Linked DNA regions of Mus musculus: region 2 is linked to region 1. Evidence: chromatin contacts called from public HiChIP or PLAC-seq data. All regions are on one chromosome and are shown on one strand. Each heading gives the region's core, a stretch centred on a gene start, on an enhancer-like site or on the middle of the called end of the contact. The rest is flanking DNA. Distances are from core to core; before and after follow the strand shown.

The links. HiChIP or PLAC-seq counts read pairs in DNA pulled down with a chosen protein or histone mark.
Region 2: a contact with region 1 is called in an HNF4G HiChIP or PLAC-seq map of pancreatic cancer cells. The contact joins two enhancer-like sites. A contact is called at or near these places in 3 of 484 Hi-C or Micro-C datasets (Sertoli cells, embryonic fibroblasts and muscle stem cells) and 2 of 115 datasets of contacts at active chromatin or transcription factors (Th17 cells and pancreatic cancer cells).

Annotation. Positions count from the first base shown.
Region 1 is chr4:32,170,934-32,178,583 of GRCm38.p6, reverse strand. The region is part of intron 1 of Gm42266 (a long non-coding RNA gene); the gene reads left to right. Among named protein-coding and RNA genes, the nearest start is that of Gm42266, 12 kb to the left of the region's middle. Within about 2 kb of position 3,658, at least 22 of the 459 cell types and tissues checked have an H3K27ac peak or open chromatin away from gene starts, as enhancers often do. A contact at or near this core is called in pancreatic cancer cells, where this site is marked.
Region 2 is chr4:32,384,159-32,391,808 of GRCm38.p6, reverse strand. It overlaps a transcript of Bach2 not described here. Among named protein-coding and RNA genes, the nearest start is that of Bach2, 29 kb to the left of the region's middle. Within about 2 kb of position 2,923, at least 94 of the 459 cell types and tissues checked have an H3K27ac peak or open chromatin away from gene starts, as enhancers often do. A contact at or near this core is called in pancreatic cancer cells, where this site is marked.

The DNA.
Region 1 (7,650 bases), core at 2,409-4,908:
CCATTTAGAGAGATTCAGTCACCTCAAACGGAGAATTTAGCCCAGCAAATGTATTTTCTCATCGCCTGAGTAGTGTCACGTCCACACCATAGCACAGAAGAAAGAAAATGCCACACACCAAGTCAGTGGTTAAGACGGGGCACAGGAAGATTAGCAATGCGAGAGAGGTGGGGCACAATTGGCAAAACTCTGAGAAAAGAATTTGCTTATGGATCTGATGTTTTGAGAAAGGCTGAGCACAGCTGCATACCCCACACTCCTGGGGCAGCAGAGTGAATTGATGTGGGTGCCCAGTAATGCTACTGCAAGTAGAGTGGATTATATAAACCAGGGTAAGCATGCTCAGCAAAGAGATGCTCATGTTGGCATAGTCAAAGAGAAGGAGTGGCAGAAAGCAGGCAGCAACGGGTGGAGTTCTGGGCCCCAGGAAGGTGCCAGCCCTACAGTTGAAGTTCTTTATCCCTGACTCCAGACACAAAAAAACATCTGGCATTGAAGATACATGACCAGGAAGAATATTAACTCACCTCTTCAGTAGGGACCCATGTCTGTCTGTCTGTCTGTGAAGCATTTCTGGGGGGAACACTGCCAATTGGTGTGTGTGTGTGTGTGTGTGTGTGTGTGTGAGTTTGAATGTGTGTTAGTGTGTGTGAAAATGTGTGTGTGTTTGTATGTGTGTGTGATAGTTTTGTGTGTGTGTAGGTATGTGCGGCATAGTGTGTGTGTGATATATGTGTGCGTATGTATAGTGTGGTGTGTATCTGTGTGTAGTATGCTGTGTGTGTATGTGTGTGTGTATGTGTGTGTGTGTGAGTTTGTATGTGTTTGTATAAAAAATTGTGTGAGTGTTTGTGTGAGTGTGTGTGGGTTTGTATGAGTGTGTGCTGAGTCTGTGGGGGGGTGGTAGTTGTGTATGTGTGTATGTGTGTGTGGTATGATGTATGTGTATGTGTGGTATATATATATGCGTGTGTATGTATAGTGTGGTGTATATGTATATGGTATGCTGTGTGTATGTCTGTGAGCATATGCGATTGTATGGATGTGTGTGTGTGTGTGTGTGTGAGTGTAGGTTTGTATGTGTGTATGTATGAGTCTGTGGCTGTGTGTGTATGTATGTGTGGTATAGTGTATATGTGTGTGTATGTGTGGTGCATATGTATGTGCATGTGTGGTGTATATGATGTGCTGTCTGTGTCTGAGTGTGTGTTGTAGTGCATGTGTGTGTGTGTGTGTGTGTGGTTAATGGGCCCACAACCAAACTTACACAAATTGCCAGAGGCACTAGTTCCTGTCCCCTGATTAGATTAGAGGCTCACTAAGAGAAAGGCGGTGTTCCTGGAGCATCCACAGGGTGAAGTGAGAGGGAGGAAGCCAGTTGAAGCTCTCAAGTGGCAGCTCTGACTTTTCTCTGTGGGAGCAGCTTTTGTGGAAGTCCACCACAACCAAAGGTTTCCTTGCACAGAGATGGATTTTGAGCAAGTTCATTCATTAGGAACACGGGCATCCTCTTAACTTTCTGTTATACTCCTGTATCACTTTAAAGTCTTTCTAGCTCCCTGGGGTTTTAAGTGCAACAAATCCATACACACACAGCTTTTTCCAATATATCCAGAGCCTCAGGCATCATAAAATTTTATAGCAGAAAGTGACCTTGGAAATGATCTATTTCAATGCTTCATTTCACAGATAGGGAAATTGAGTTATCCAGGGGTTAAACGACTTGTCAAAGGTTAGTATTCAGGAAGAGGTAGAAGCAGGGCTTAAACTCATTTCCTGCCCTCCCCCCCCCCTTTGTCTACCAAAATTATGTGAGATGCTCCCAGAGCTAGGCTGTAAACTAACAAAGAAGGATCTTGCTTCAAGTAGAATGCTGAATTGTGAATGGCCTTACTCTCCCTTTGTGCAGGACAGTAGTCTCTGGTATATATTCAAAGCATATGCTAATGACCACTTTTAAATTCTTGGGCAGTTCTTAAATTTCAAAGGACTAAAACAGCTGCCTAAAGAACATAAAGGGAGTAATGTGGGTTCTTTGTGGAAGGGAGAAGAGGTGTGTCCTTAGGTCTACCCTGTGTTCGCTTTGTCCACTTACCAGCCATTAACAAAAGATATTGTCAGATACTAACGCCAAGGGAATGGTTGCCAATGCCAACAGACCTTGTACACTATTCTCTGGAAGATATAATTTATCCATTGGAGAAATAAAGAACTCCTTTTAGATTTCCAGTGCCCATTTCACACATACACAAACACACACACACACACACACACACACACACCACCACCACCACCACCACCACCACCACCACCACCACCACACCACATGGTCTTAGCATTGTCTTTGATTAATTCAGACCCCTTGAAGTTCACGTCGTCTCAAGAGAAATGTGCTTCTTCTTACTGCAGAGGTTAAGTCTAAAGGAAATTGAGTGTGTTTGCTCGATTTTAGTAGTTTGACCTCTGAATATATGGTCAGCCAGACGGGGAGGTGGGAACAGGCCATCCACAAGCTGAATTAAAGCGGAGTCCTGGCATCGCTCAGGAAAGCCTTCCCCCACCTGCTTCTCATTTCCTCTAGTTATTTCTGGTAATGAAGGTTGGAACTGTGGCTATATATTTTGAAGGTCTTGAAGGTCTATATATTTTTCTCTTATACAATATGCTAGTGATTAAGTATATGTCTCTGTCCACAGGAAAAAGACAAGACCTAAATGTTCCTGAAAGAATAGGAAAACCCCTTTAAGGACATTTCCTTAAAGGTTGACCACACCTGCCTTTCGACTTGCCTCGTACAGTTCTGCTTGGAAGTCTGTCTGCCACAGTGCAGTCTTCTGACCTGGCCATTGTCATCTGAGATAATTCTTATTGTTCTGAATGCTGGCTTTGGCCTTCATGATGGGCCAGAATGGCAAAGCGGAATAATAAAATCCACTCATTTTTAAAGACTGTGGGAGATGTCTCAGGGAGATCGAGGGCATTCGGATGAGAAAACAGCCCTTCCTGAACTCATTTTTTGCTCCAGCTTTTAATTCTCCAGTCATCTCCCAGGCAGGAATGATGTCTGTATCAGAAGAACGGAATGCATGCTCAAAAAAAAATCGCCAATTGGAGCCATCCCTTGGGAGCTTTTAGCATAATTTGTGATTGAGTTCAAGCCTGGAATTTGGCCCGGCCCCTAATCAATCCTTAGGTATTTCTGTTCTTTTCAAATTCCTGGGGCAGGCTGCCCATCTTGTTATGGCCTTCACTTGACATTCTGAAGTACAACATATCGATTGTCACTTTGCTCTCCCCCTGTCTGGTAGCTCCGTAGTTTCTCACTGATGAGAGGGGATATGTGATATGTATTCATGCACACAGGAGCTGCATGCTTGGGATTCACATTGGCCTGCATGTCTGTTGTGCCCAGAAATCATGAGAGGCAGTCAGCTCAGCCCCTCCCTGAAATCTGATGTGTATATATTATGAGGAGGAGTGAAGAGGGCACTTGGATCTATGCATCTGCTTGCAATTTCCTAATGGAATCTGGCAGAAGAGCTTTGAGGTAGGATAGGTTCCAGTAAAAAGCGCGTTCACAGAAGCTCGTCCCCCCAGACTTGACACCTATTTGCCCTCCGAGAGCACTGGGGAGATGAATCACGGAATGAGTCAGCGTTGGGTCAGCAAAGACTAATACCCTGATGAGAAGGGGGAGAAGACTCTAATTGTGTCCTTTTTAATCAGAGCATATGCTTAGAGGAAGAATCGAGGTAGGCAAGGTCCTGAAGGGGAAAGCATTTCATTATCAAAGACCAGGACTTCTGTATCATGCTGGGCTTTGGTGCTGTAGTTTGGACGGGGCGAGCTAGAAATTATCTTAAAGCAGAGAGCATGGAGCTGCCACTGAGACTGGAAGAGAATAGATCTGAGGAGTAGCGGTCTTCCATCTCGGAGTACCACTCTTAGGTGTGGAGAGCATCTCGAGGCTAGAAACACAACTGAGAATGCTTTCTCCGCCTTCGTCGGTGCATCACGGTGGCCCCCTCTTCGTCTGAGTGGACGGGGCTGTAAATTTAAACCAGAGACATCAAAGCAAGCTTTCAAAAGCTCCCTTGTGCCTAAATCCACCCTCTTCAGACCTTGGTCTGCTTTCCATCGTGGTCCAAGTATGACAAGGGTTGTGGGGACGCTTGCACAGTGGAAAGGGGATTTGGTGTCTGTGGTGGCAATCTAAGGAATCGACAAGTCCCAGAACTTAGTGATTCTCTGTGTACAGTTTTCAAATAAATCTCTGTCTACGGGAGTCCCGTGTCCTAAGGTAAATGTAAGAGAGATTCCTTATTTGGGATGTTCACCCAGTTTGCGTGGGACAAGAAGGCCTTTCTATAATGCATATCTTTCTCCAGAATCGGCGTGGATGAAATGCTGCAGTGTCGCTACATAGCCATGGGAACAAACATCCTGACCTTTGAGCATGATGGCTAATCTTGACTGTGCTTGGTTGAATTGAAAGAGGCCCAGATGCACGTAACAACTGTCTGTTGCCACTCAGCTCTAGAAGATCCAGCATCCTCTTCTAGTATCTGAGAGCACTCCACGTGCTTGGTGCACAGACAGACACACAAGCAAAACACTCATATACATAAAATAAGAATAATAAACATAAACGTAGGAGAGAACGCGAAAAAGGAAAGGGGTCTAGATGGATGTGGCACGCCTCTGCATGCATCTATAAAGGGATTTCCAGAGACAACTGGATCATGAGGACTTAGGTCTAATCAATGGCTTATTGCACTTATGGGATCAAAATCTGAATTGACCATTGGGAGGTGGTACAGCCTTGGAAGGTGGACCTGGTTAGGGAAAGAGGTCACGGTGCCTCTGAGAGAATGTCTGGGCTCTGGCCTCTTGTTGCTCTTCTTTTACTCCGAGCCAGCAAGAGGTGGGCAGCCTCTGGTGTGTCCCACCATACCATTTCCACCATTATGTCCAGCTTCACTTTAGGGCCCAGGCAGTGGGTTCAGGGGTCATGTTTTGAAATTGTGACTTAATAAACCTTCCTTCCCCTAAGTTGTTTATGTCAGGTGTTTCACCACAGAGATGAGAACCAAATGCTTACTTTCTTTAAAAAAGATGACCCCATTGTCATTTTCCCCTCAGCAATTGCTGATGGATGTAAATAAGGACCATATTTGTTTAGGGTTCACCTAAGCAGCAAAGCCTTGGTTATGGATATGTCCTTCCTTCAAAATGTTAGGCTTATCTTTATAACTTCAAAATGTTAAGCTTATCTTTTTAACTTCATATGTGTGCTCTGGATTTGCATATTAACTCCCCACTTCCTTCTCCAACCTTTTCCATGCCCCTCCCCAACTCCCTCTCCAGTTCATGGGCTCTTTTTCTTTATCGGTTACACACAGAGAGTGTCTTAATTGGGGTTGCTATTGCTATGATGATATCGTGAGCGAGGGAGGGTAAGTTGGGGAAGAAAGGGTTCATTTGACTTACACTGACATAATCTGTCATTAGAGGAAGTCAGGGAAGGAACCTGGAGGCAGGAGTTGATGCAGAGGCCATGGATGGTGCTGCTTACTGGCTCGATCACTTTGGCTCGCTCAACCTACTTTCTTATAGAACCCAGGATCATCAGTCCCTGGGTGGCACCAAGCACAATGGCCTGTGCCCTGCCCCATCAAATCGCTGGTTTAAAAGAAATGCCTTACAGGTTTGCCTACAGCCAAATCTTTGGAGACATTTCCTTAATTGAGGTTCCTTCCTCTCAGGTGACTTTAGTTTGTGTCAAGTTGACATAAAACTATCCAACACACACACACAAATAAATACATAATAAAGCATGCTGAGTTCATTTCATTTTCTTTGCATACATGTTTTTAGGATAGACCACTTGGCATCGGATAACCAGTTGTGAGCTAATCCCCGGGGAAGATTATCTCTTTCTCATCTGTTAATTTCCTGCAGCTCTTCACCTAGCCGTGAGATCCCCCCATCCACATTGGAATGTCAAAAGTATTGCCATTGTTTAGGGTAGGCAGCCATATTGTTAGGATTTCCTGGCTGCTTTTCTGCAGCCATCATATCCTGGTTCTCTGTCTTTCATCCTTACAGTCCAAAGTTCCTTACGATCTTTTCATCCCATCTCCCACAATGCTCTCTTATGTGTGGGAATTGTGCTGTAGATGCATCAACGGGAGTGGACCAGAGCATTCCTGTGTGGTTAGATGAACTTGAAGCTACAGTCAGGTTCCTCTCACTGTATCAGAGGTACACCACAGCACTTTCCAACTACCATTCCTATTAGTTTATGAACAGTCCACACCCTCAAAAGACCCAGTCTTCCTTATATCCGTGTGCATTGTGGTTTTGAACCACAATGAGGAATTTTCAAAAGAACTATGGAAAGAAATGCATTTAAAAGGAGATCCCAAAAAATAAAAAAATAATAATAATAAAAGGAGATTCCAATTGTTATAAGAGAGGCTTCATCCAGCAACTGACGGAAACAGTGGGCGCAGATGGATGCAGAGACCTACAGCCAAACATTAGTCTGAGCTTGGGGAATCCTACGGAAGAGGGGTCAAGGACACCATAGAAAAGTCCACAGAATCAACTAACCAGGGCTCATAGGGGCTCGTGGCGACTGAGGCAGCAGCTGGGGATCCTGATAGGTCTGACCTAGGTCTTCTGCATATATGTTATGTTGTGTAGCTTGGTGTTCTTGTGGGACTCCTAACAGTGGAAGTGGGGATGGCTGTCTCTGACTCTTTTGCCTGTTCATGAGACCGTTTTCCTCTTGCTGAGTTACCTTGTCCAACCTTCATAAGGGTTTGTGCCTAGTCTTGTTGTAACTTGCTATACCATGCTTGGTTGATATCCCTGAGATGCCCGTTCTTTTCTGAAAGGAAATGGAAGAATGGATCTGGGGCGTAGTGGGGATGGTGGGGAGGGATTGGGAGGAGGGAGCGAGGGGGAACTGCCATCGCGATGTAATATGTGAGAGAAGAATAGTTTAAAAAAAAAAAGGAGGTCTGGTCTAACATGATTTGGAAGGGAGTCACCTGATCTCATGAACATACCACCCACTTAATAAATATTCATTAAAATGGTTTTAAAACCCACAACACAGAACCCAAAGCACTTACTTAGTTCACCCTGACCATGGTAGTCTCTCTCTGGAGTATACTGTCCTTTCCTTAGCTATCTGTCTGGGCTGACTTCTTCATTCAATAACATAAGAAGCAAAAACCTTTGCTCGGTAACAACAGACCGACCCTTTTCCTGCTCCTTTTCCATTTCTTCCAACTTGTGCTTACGATGTATTATTAAGAATATCACCCAAAGCTTAGAGACAAGGCGAGATGTCTACAGGCCACTCAAGATTGCTCTCAAGTATTAGTTAGCAAGCTAACCTGAGATTCAGCTGAAGACCAGAGGAAGGAAACACCGACTTCCTAAATTTACTACCAAGGAAGCTGAGGTGCCGAGAGGTTAACACTCAAGTCGTGAACAGTGAGCAGTGGAGTTGACTTTAGAGGCCAGAGCCAAGTGCTTGCCGACCACTTTCCTGCACTCCTTCCCACTGACAGCGACCTTCATCACTGAACTTACCCATCAGCCAAGTGAGGAAGTTGGAAGGAATACCGTTACCCA
Region 2 (7,650 bases), core at 1,674-4,173, 210 kb before region 1:
CACACAAGTTTCACATATCCTGAATTAAGTAGGGTTTATGTATCTTAAGGAGAGAAGAGGTCAAATATTTCCATTCACATATGTCCTAATAGTTGGCTGTTTGGATTTCTGGCATGAGGCTACCTGCATATTAGTAAGATCAGTTTGGCTGGAGTTTAGTTTAGACTTTCCAGGTAGCAAAGGCTAGACCTGCCCATTGAAAGGCTGATTATGGGTCGATGGCAGACACCTGTCATGTACGAGCAGGGTTCCCTTTTACTAATCTAGTTCTCCTCTTGTCTATTTTGGTAAATGACTCACGTCTTGGCCACGCATACCACGGCCCCTGCATTATTTTTGTGGGGCTGTGACTCACAACACTTCCCTGGGGATGTCCAAGGTTGTGCATGACCAGACACTGGCAAAGCATTTTTGAGAAACCTCATCCTCAACTGTAAAGACCAAGTGTGAGAAACAAATCATAGCGTGTACTGCACATGGATGATGCAAAGAAGACGAAGGGAGCTGAACTGTGCTATGACCTCTCTACCCCAAGAATACGTGTCAGTGTCTTAACTTCCGGAACATGTAATTATGACCTTATCTGGAAACAGGGGTGGCTGAAGATGTAATTGTTGGTCTCAAGAGTAAGTTGTCCTGTTTCATCTGTGTGGCCTAAATCCAATTACAAATGTCCTTAGATGCCAAGGTCCTGAGAAGATGGAGTCAGCTATGCGAAGCAGGCGGCCATGGCCAATAAACACTCATATAAATACCCAATAAACGCTTGTAGCAAAAGCTGCAAGAGACAAGGAATGGGCCTCTCGGGGTCTCGGGAGAACGCATCCTGCTGACTTCTTACTTTGAGACTTCTGGCCTTCAGAACCAAGTGGACATAGTTCTTCTGTTTCAAGGCACCAAGTTCATGATTTGTTCCAACAGCTCCAGGAAATGGCTGCAGGATAACTGGACAGATTATCTGGAGATAGGTCAGAAATCCAGCACCCACCTCTTCCTCCAGAGAACGGTGAAAGGAGAGTGAGCAAGGCCAATGATGGGAGCCTCTAATGTCATGCCTGTCTCAAAGCTGCCGGGCGAGGAATCTGAGGACTGGGTCAGTGTGTGTTAGAATCACCCAAGGGGACTTTTGGAAAAGCTCACGTCTTCATGTAAGGATGGTCCAATCAGAATGTTTGAGGCTAGCCTATAGAACCTGTGTAATTCTGATGATCTGCCATCCTTAAAAATGACAGGTCTAGGTGCTCTGCCCTCCATGAGTGTTCAAGTAGACCTGGAAACGAACCACAGAAATGATTGCTGAATGTATAGTCAACACAGGTTGGGCTCCATGGGTTTGGAGTAGGGGGAGCAGGGAGACAGAGCAAGGAGGAGAGAGACGGAGAGCCTCGCTGCCTGACCCGACCCTCCCCGCAAAGAACGTCAACAATATTAAATACTGTAGAAGGAAAAGATGAAAAATTACCAAGACTGACAGTCTTGGGGGAGCAAGATTCCTAAGCATCTGTCTACACACAGGACCACAGTTTAATCCCAGGGGTCAATGTGATTTGGGGACCAGCAGTAAGAACACCAGGGAGCCTGGCAACAACAAACTGGACTCAGGTCCTCCTTCCTGCCCTGCACTATGCCTGAGCACTTGAGGAGACGCTGTCTCTAAAGACGCAAGCACTTCGTAGCCTGCCTTTAAGCATCTGTCCTTGGTGGTGAGTACAGACCACCAGCATTTGGGGGTTTGAGAAGCCAGGCCATGCACACGCATCTCATTTTGCATGGGGTTTCTCACACTTTTGCAGTTGCTAAAGCTTTCCCAATAATTTTAATCTGTGTGATTATGTGATACTTGAAAATAACAACTAATTGATTTTTTTCCACCTCAAATTCCCTATCAATGATCACAGAGCTGAATACCCCCTTTATACAGCTAGTGGCCACCTGTGTTTCTCTGTGAACTGATTTTTTTTTTGTTCTTTTTGCTTGTCGCCTGTCTAATGTTAATAGCTATAGGAGAAGCTGTATTAACTCGAGATTTAGAAATTCAGTTTAATCACAATGAAAAGACACGAAGATGGGGTGGGGGAGGGGAAGCAAGGAAAATTAAATGTTCCCCCCAAAAAAGGAGGATAATCAAAAGATTAGTTTGTGTGTTTATTTATAGACACTGGGTACAGCAATCCAGTGATTAGGCAAATTAATGCAGCTGTGTGGGATCGCGGCGCTGGGATCAGCCCCCACGTCCTTTTCAGATGATGCCACCTGTCATTTAAGTATTTTGCATTTGCCTTTTATGTTCCATACATTTCATGATGATTCTTACTTGAAAACACTCTCAGTTAACTCGTTGAGGGCTCTAACACGTTTCCACCTCTTTCTCTCTTCTACAGTCAGGAATGGAGTGAACCGAGCACAGCCCAGACTGAGAGGAGGATGGGACGTTTGCCTCAGAAGACCACTCCTCTCCACATGCCCATCTCTTAGGAAAGAGGAAAGGTCTACTCTTCCACTGCGTAGCAAACTGGATCCCTGCCAACATCGTTTGACAAAGTAAGAGCAAGATGTCGTGTGCTGGCTTGAGAGCAGGAGCCTGTGCAGCCAGTCCCTGCCCCTGCCTCGGGATGCACTCAGTCCTTACTGCCCTCAGAGAGCCCAATCCTGTCATGTCCCAGAGTCACAAGATCATATCTGGCACATATGACCCATGTCACCAGTGAGTGTTTGGGGTCTTCCCTGAGGGCTCCTGGAAATAAATGATGCTGAAGAAGACCCAATCCATTTACCCCCTGTGTCCCCTCGGGACCTATAGGTCTCCCCTGTTTCTGGAGTATGATGTGTGCCCAGTGAAAGCACTGTACCAGGTGAGGAGGCAGTCTCTAGCCTCTGCTGTGTGGTCTGTGAGCTACAAACAGGTTTAACATGTCTATAATGCACGTCAGGCAACTGAGGAAATGTAAAGCATGAAGAAAGGGACTTTAGGAACAAAACAGGAGGGTGACTGTATCCAGCAGGTTTAACATAAACACAGGAAACCCACGCCTCTGCAGCTGGGCCGGCTAACACACCTACCGTAGCTTCTAGACGGAGGATGGTATATTTAAGTTTTTTGTTTTTCTTTTTTGTAGATGTGAAAGGAACGGACAGCTCTGTACAGATCTCAAAATGAGGGTCAGAGTCACGGATGCTCATCACTGGCGTGTCGTAGAATGCTTTGGGAGCTGCTATGTGTCACAGAGCATGCTGGAGAGAAAGTGCTGGTCTGGTTTGGCTAGTCACCCCAATATCTAGATGGCAGACAGAGTAGAGAGAAAATGGAGATCCCTAAACAAACAGAAACACAGAGCTACCTATAGGTACACACAGAGCTCCATCAGGTGTTAAGTCAAGAGAGAGACTGTTTTAACTGTGTGGATGAAGCTCAGCAGAATACGCAAGGCTACTGCCACAAAATGTAAAAAACCCATAGGCTCTCTTTCAAATCAGTATTGGACACAGTATGTGTCTTTGTATCTTGCTCCATGTGGTGGCTCTCTAATCAATTAGGGACAAAAAAAAAAAAAACACCTCAAGGTGGCCCACAAGTTCTAGAGCCAATTCTCAAACAGCAAGAAGTGTCCAAATGCCCAGAGGCACAGGCCGACTCAGCTGCACACATTCCAAATCCTCCCATTTCTTGTGGTCAATAGAAGAAAGGAAACCGCCGAAAGATAAGCAACAGGAGTGGCGGTGACTTTCTGTTCCTTGTATTTCAGCCAGCTTCCTGTGTGTGTGTGTGTGTGTGTGTGTGTGTGTGTGTGTGTGTGTATGCGCCCGCTGCTCTGCCTCACTCCCCCCTCACGGGGGTGGGGGTGGGGGACAGCAAGCTGTTGACAACTCCTACTGTACAGAGTTGTTCATGCTGCAAAAGTGTTTACTGCTCACAAGTGACTCTCAAAATTAATTCACAGCAGCAACACCAGAGGAAAGCTTTGACAGACCGTCTTATGTGTTGACACAGTTATAAGTTGTTGGATTAAAAAAAGCAACACACTTTCCCTCTTTTCCAGCCCAGACCCACCCAAATTGCTCCAAATAGAGAGCAGGAACCATGTCTGATTTGCAAATACCATCCTGTAAGTGGCTGCTTCTGGCTCTGGGGTTTGTGGCTTCGGGCATCAGAAGGATGTGGCCCTCACTTCTGAGGTGGAAAAGACTAAAGTTTGTTCACCTCAGCCTCCTTCGGAGGTCAGGGAAGCCATTTTCCCTTCAACAGCTCTTCTCCCCTGGGCAAGCCTCAGGCAGCAGGTGGGAAAGAGGGATAGGGCTCGATGTTAAACCTCAGCAGACACAGGGCCACCACAACAGCCCCCACCCCACCCCTCCCCACACAATACACTTCCCTCTTCCTTTCAGAAACAGCAATCCACTCCTGGCAATGGCTTCAGGGAGTCTGGGGAGACGGGCTTTGCTTGCTCCGAAATAATTTACAGTAAAAATAAAATCAGAAAGAATGTGGTGTGATTTAACCAACTCAAGCTACTGAAGATAATTAGAGTAAAAGAAAGGGGCAGGGGGATGGCAACTTTGGCCTAACCGGGCCCTTGGCAAGGCTCAGCTGCTGGCTGTACTGTGGAGGTTCTGGGCTTCAACAGCTCCCACTACGCAGCATCCTCTCCAGGAAGGAGTCCAAAGGCCTCGGAAACTAAGATTTTTATTAAACACAGCGAGTGTGCTTCCCGGTCAGAAACTGCTAGTCCCTGCGCATCTCACTAGTGCAAGAACTTTCTCCAGTTGATCATGACTGCCAGTAGAGTGGATTGAGAGGCCATCCCAGGGGACACTGACCAGGCATTTCACTGGCCTCTCCTCCTTCCCAGACACGCCCCTTTTAGCCACGGTCCACAGGTACAGGAGGAGTTCTTCTGCCTGTACCTCTAGGCCTGCCTGAGTCTCAGCAATTACTTCTGCATTGGCCCGTGAGCTCCTGGAGAACGGAATGTGGCTTTAAACCTGCCCCATTTTTTATGGGGAATTTAGTTCTTTTTTTCTTACATATGAGCCTACCTTTCAAATTTATGGCCATTCTGAAAGGTAAACTAAAGTTTATAAAGTTTCCAGTCATATCCAGTGTGACTGGAAAACAGCATTTGTGGCACTGGCTCCTCTGCAGAGACAAGGGACTTCCAGGAAGAGGTCAATGGGAATGTCAAGGGCACACGCACAAGAGCCAGCTGCTTCGGCACGTAACTAAAAACCCCAATCTCATCACTGCTATGCCGGCCAAGCAAAGTGATCGCTCTCCACCCAGCATGGAAAGACAGCTTCCTCCCTCCCGCCAATGCGGTCATGCTAAGAGGACACTGCCCTTGCCCATGCTGTGCACAACCACATCCAGGCTTGTTTTGTTTGGATGACGGCACTAGCTAATGCGAAGTAAAGGGAGACACCCAGCAGTGGGAATCCGGCAGCAGAAAGAATGAATGCACAGAAGATGCGGATGATAAGAGAAATTACCTAAGTCTCAGACATACTACCTAGTCAACGAAAAGAACCATGCTTCTCTTCTGGGTAGCCTTGCTTCGTACGGCCAGCAAGAGAATGGTATGTGTGGTGTTATGTACATCAGCTGGACCCACTTTTCATCCATTTCCCCATCTAAGGCAGCATGCTATAGACTTGTCCAGGGCCCCTGAACAGAGTTTTCCAATCTGACAGAAGTATTAGATTACGTGTGCTTACATATCAGCCATACTTGCCCCTTTCCTCAAGTACCCATTGGGGTGCCCTTCGAGGTCTTCCTAACTTCTCTCTCTCTGGTTCTTCTGTGTCTTAAAGCCAGCAACCTTCACGTTCTGTTTTCGCCACATTGCCACAGATCACCCCCAGGAACACATGCCCAACGACCATCTCCAGCTCAACCCGCACAGCCACCATTTCTCTTTCGTGCCACCCTTGCTTATATCATATCACGGATTCGGGCTGGTGGTATGTCTCTGCTTCCCCTTATCAGTCGCTCAGGGACACAACCACTGAGCCACCACAATCGCTTTACAGAGCTAACAACCGTGCGCTCACAAACCTCCACTATGCACTCCACCTGATACCCTTCCCACTCTGCCCAGCAGCCTTCCACAGAGGTCGGGCTGCATTTCCCGCAGGAGGACAGTTCTGCCCGTCCTAGGAAACCATGCAGCCCTCTCTGTACTGCACACACAGCAGATTTGCTCCTCAGGACCTCAACCACTGCATCCTTGGCTCTGATGGCCACTCAAAACCAAATTCATTAGATGTCTTGTGTCTGCAACTAAATGCATCATGGCTCCTCAAAGACGGTGTCTTCCTCCTGTGTGGCAAATGCTATAGCAACTACAATGAATAAGGATTTCTTGCTAATCTCTGTCCTTCCCTAATCAGGAAGGGAGCCTAAAGGAAATGCAAGAGTAAACTAAGCAAGGAGGTAACCGGTCCCTCTAGATGGAGACATACTGGGATTGGATAAGCCCAGAACTGAGGACATCTGCTGCCAGGAAGTTTATAACACTGCCAAACACCCTCCCAATGTTCAGTCACAAACTCTGGGTAAACTCTGGATTTTGGATGTAATTCAGTACATGAAAGGGGGTGGGGCAGGCAAGAAAATAATTCCTGTGCATAAATGAATCACCATATGCTTTCCCTTTTAAATCCAAGTTAATTAGAAATATTTCTATAATGTAAGACAGATACTTTATGATGATGCATAGGGATATCCTATTTGGGAGTGAATTTCTTGATATTTATTTATTTATTGGGTTTTGAGGCAGACTCTTACTGTGTAGTGTTTGCTTGCCTGGAAACCACTACGTAGACTAGGCTGGCTTCAAACTTGCCAAGATCCACCTGTGCGATTCCTAAATACATGTGCTATGATCCGTATTTGGCCTGAAAGAGGTGGTCAGGGATTGAGGCTGCTCGGCTGAGATGGTTAATAACGCTGTGGCAGGGACAGGCATTGCCTGGGAGAGTGGACAGATTGCATAGGAACCAATTCTCCATCCCTGGCCTGCAGTGTGAGCTTTTATCTAGACCCCAGGCTTCTGGATGGAGAAGGAAGGGGTTGTTGTGTCTAAGTGGAAAGTGTAGACCGTGGTTTGGCTAAGCCAAAGCTCAAAGAACTGGCATGTGCTTTATTCCAGGCAGGCAACGGGAAGAGGCCTGAAGGCAGCCCCTGCTCATTGTTCACAGGACCAGGTTTCCAGGCCTCTGGGGTCCTAGGTATTTTAACAACTGGTTGTTAAGGCACATGGTAGATGGAGACATGGAGAAATATTGTGAGGTATGGAGTGAGTGAATCCAGAACTTAACTGTGGCCCTGCGATTTCCACAGTAAAGCCTCGATGCCTCCCCCAGTGCGGAAGAGCTGTATCACCTCCAAGGCAGCTGCTGTAGCAATTGTTTTTCAAATGCACAGAGAGTGAAATGAAGGAATAAAGGCTACCAAGAGCAGCCTTCCTTCCTTCTAAATGCATCAGGTCCATCTCACACACATTTCTTGACTGTTGACTATCACAGTCCTCTCATGTGACAGCCAACAAAAGCATTCTCTCTGCACATTTCATAAACACAGGGAAGCTGTTCCCTCTCTGTTCCCGCTACAGGACGATCTACCCTTCCATCCTGAGAATCTGTACAGTGAGTCTA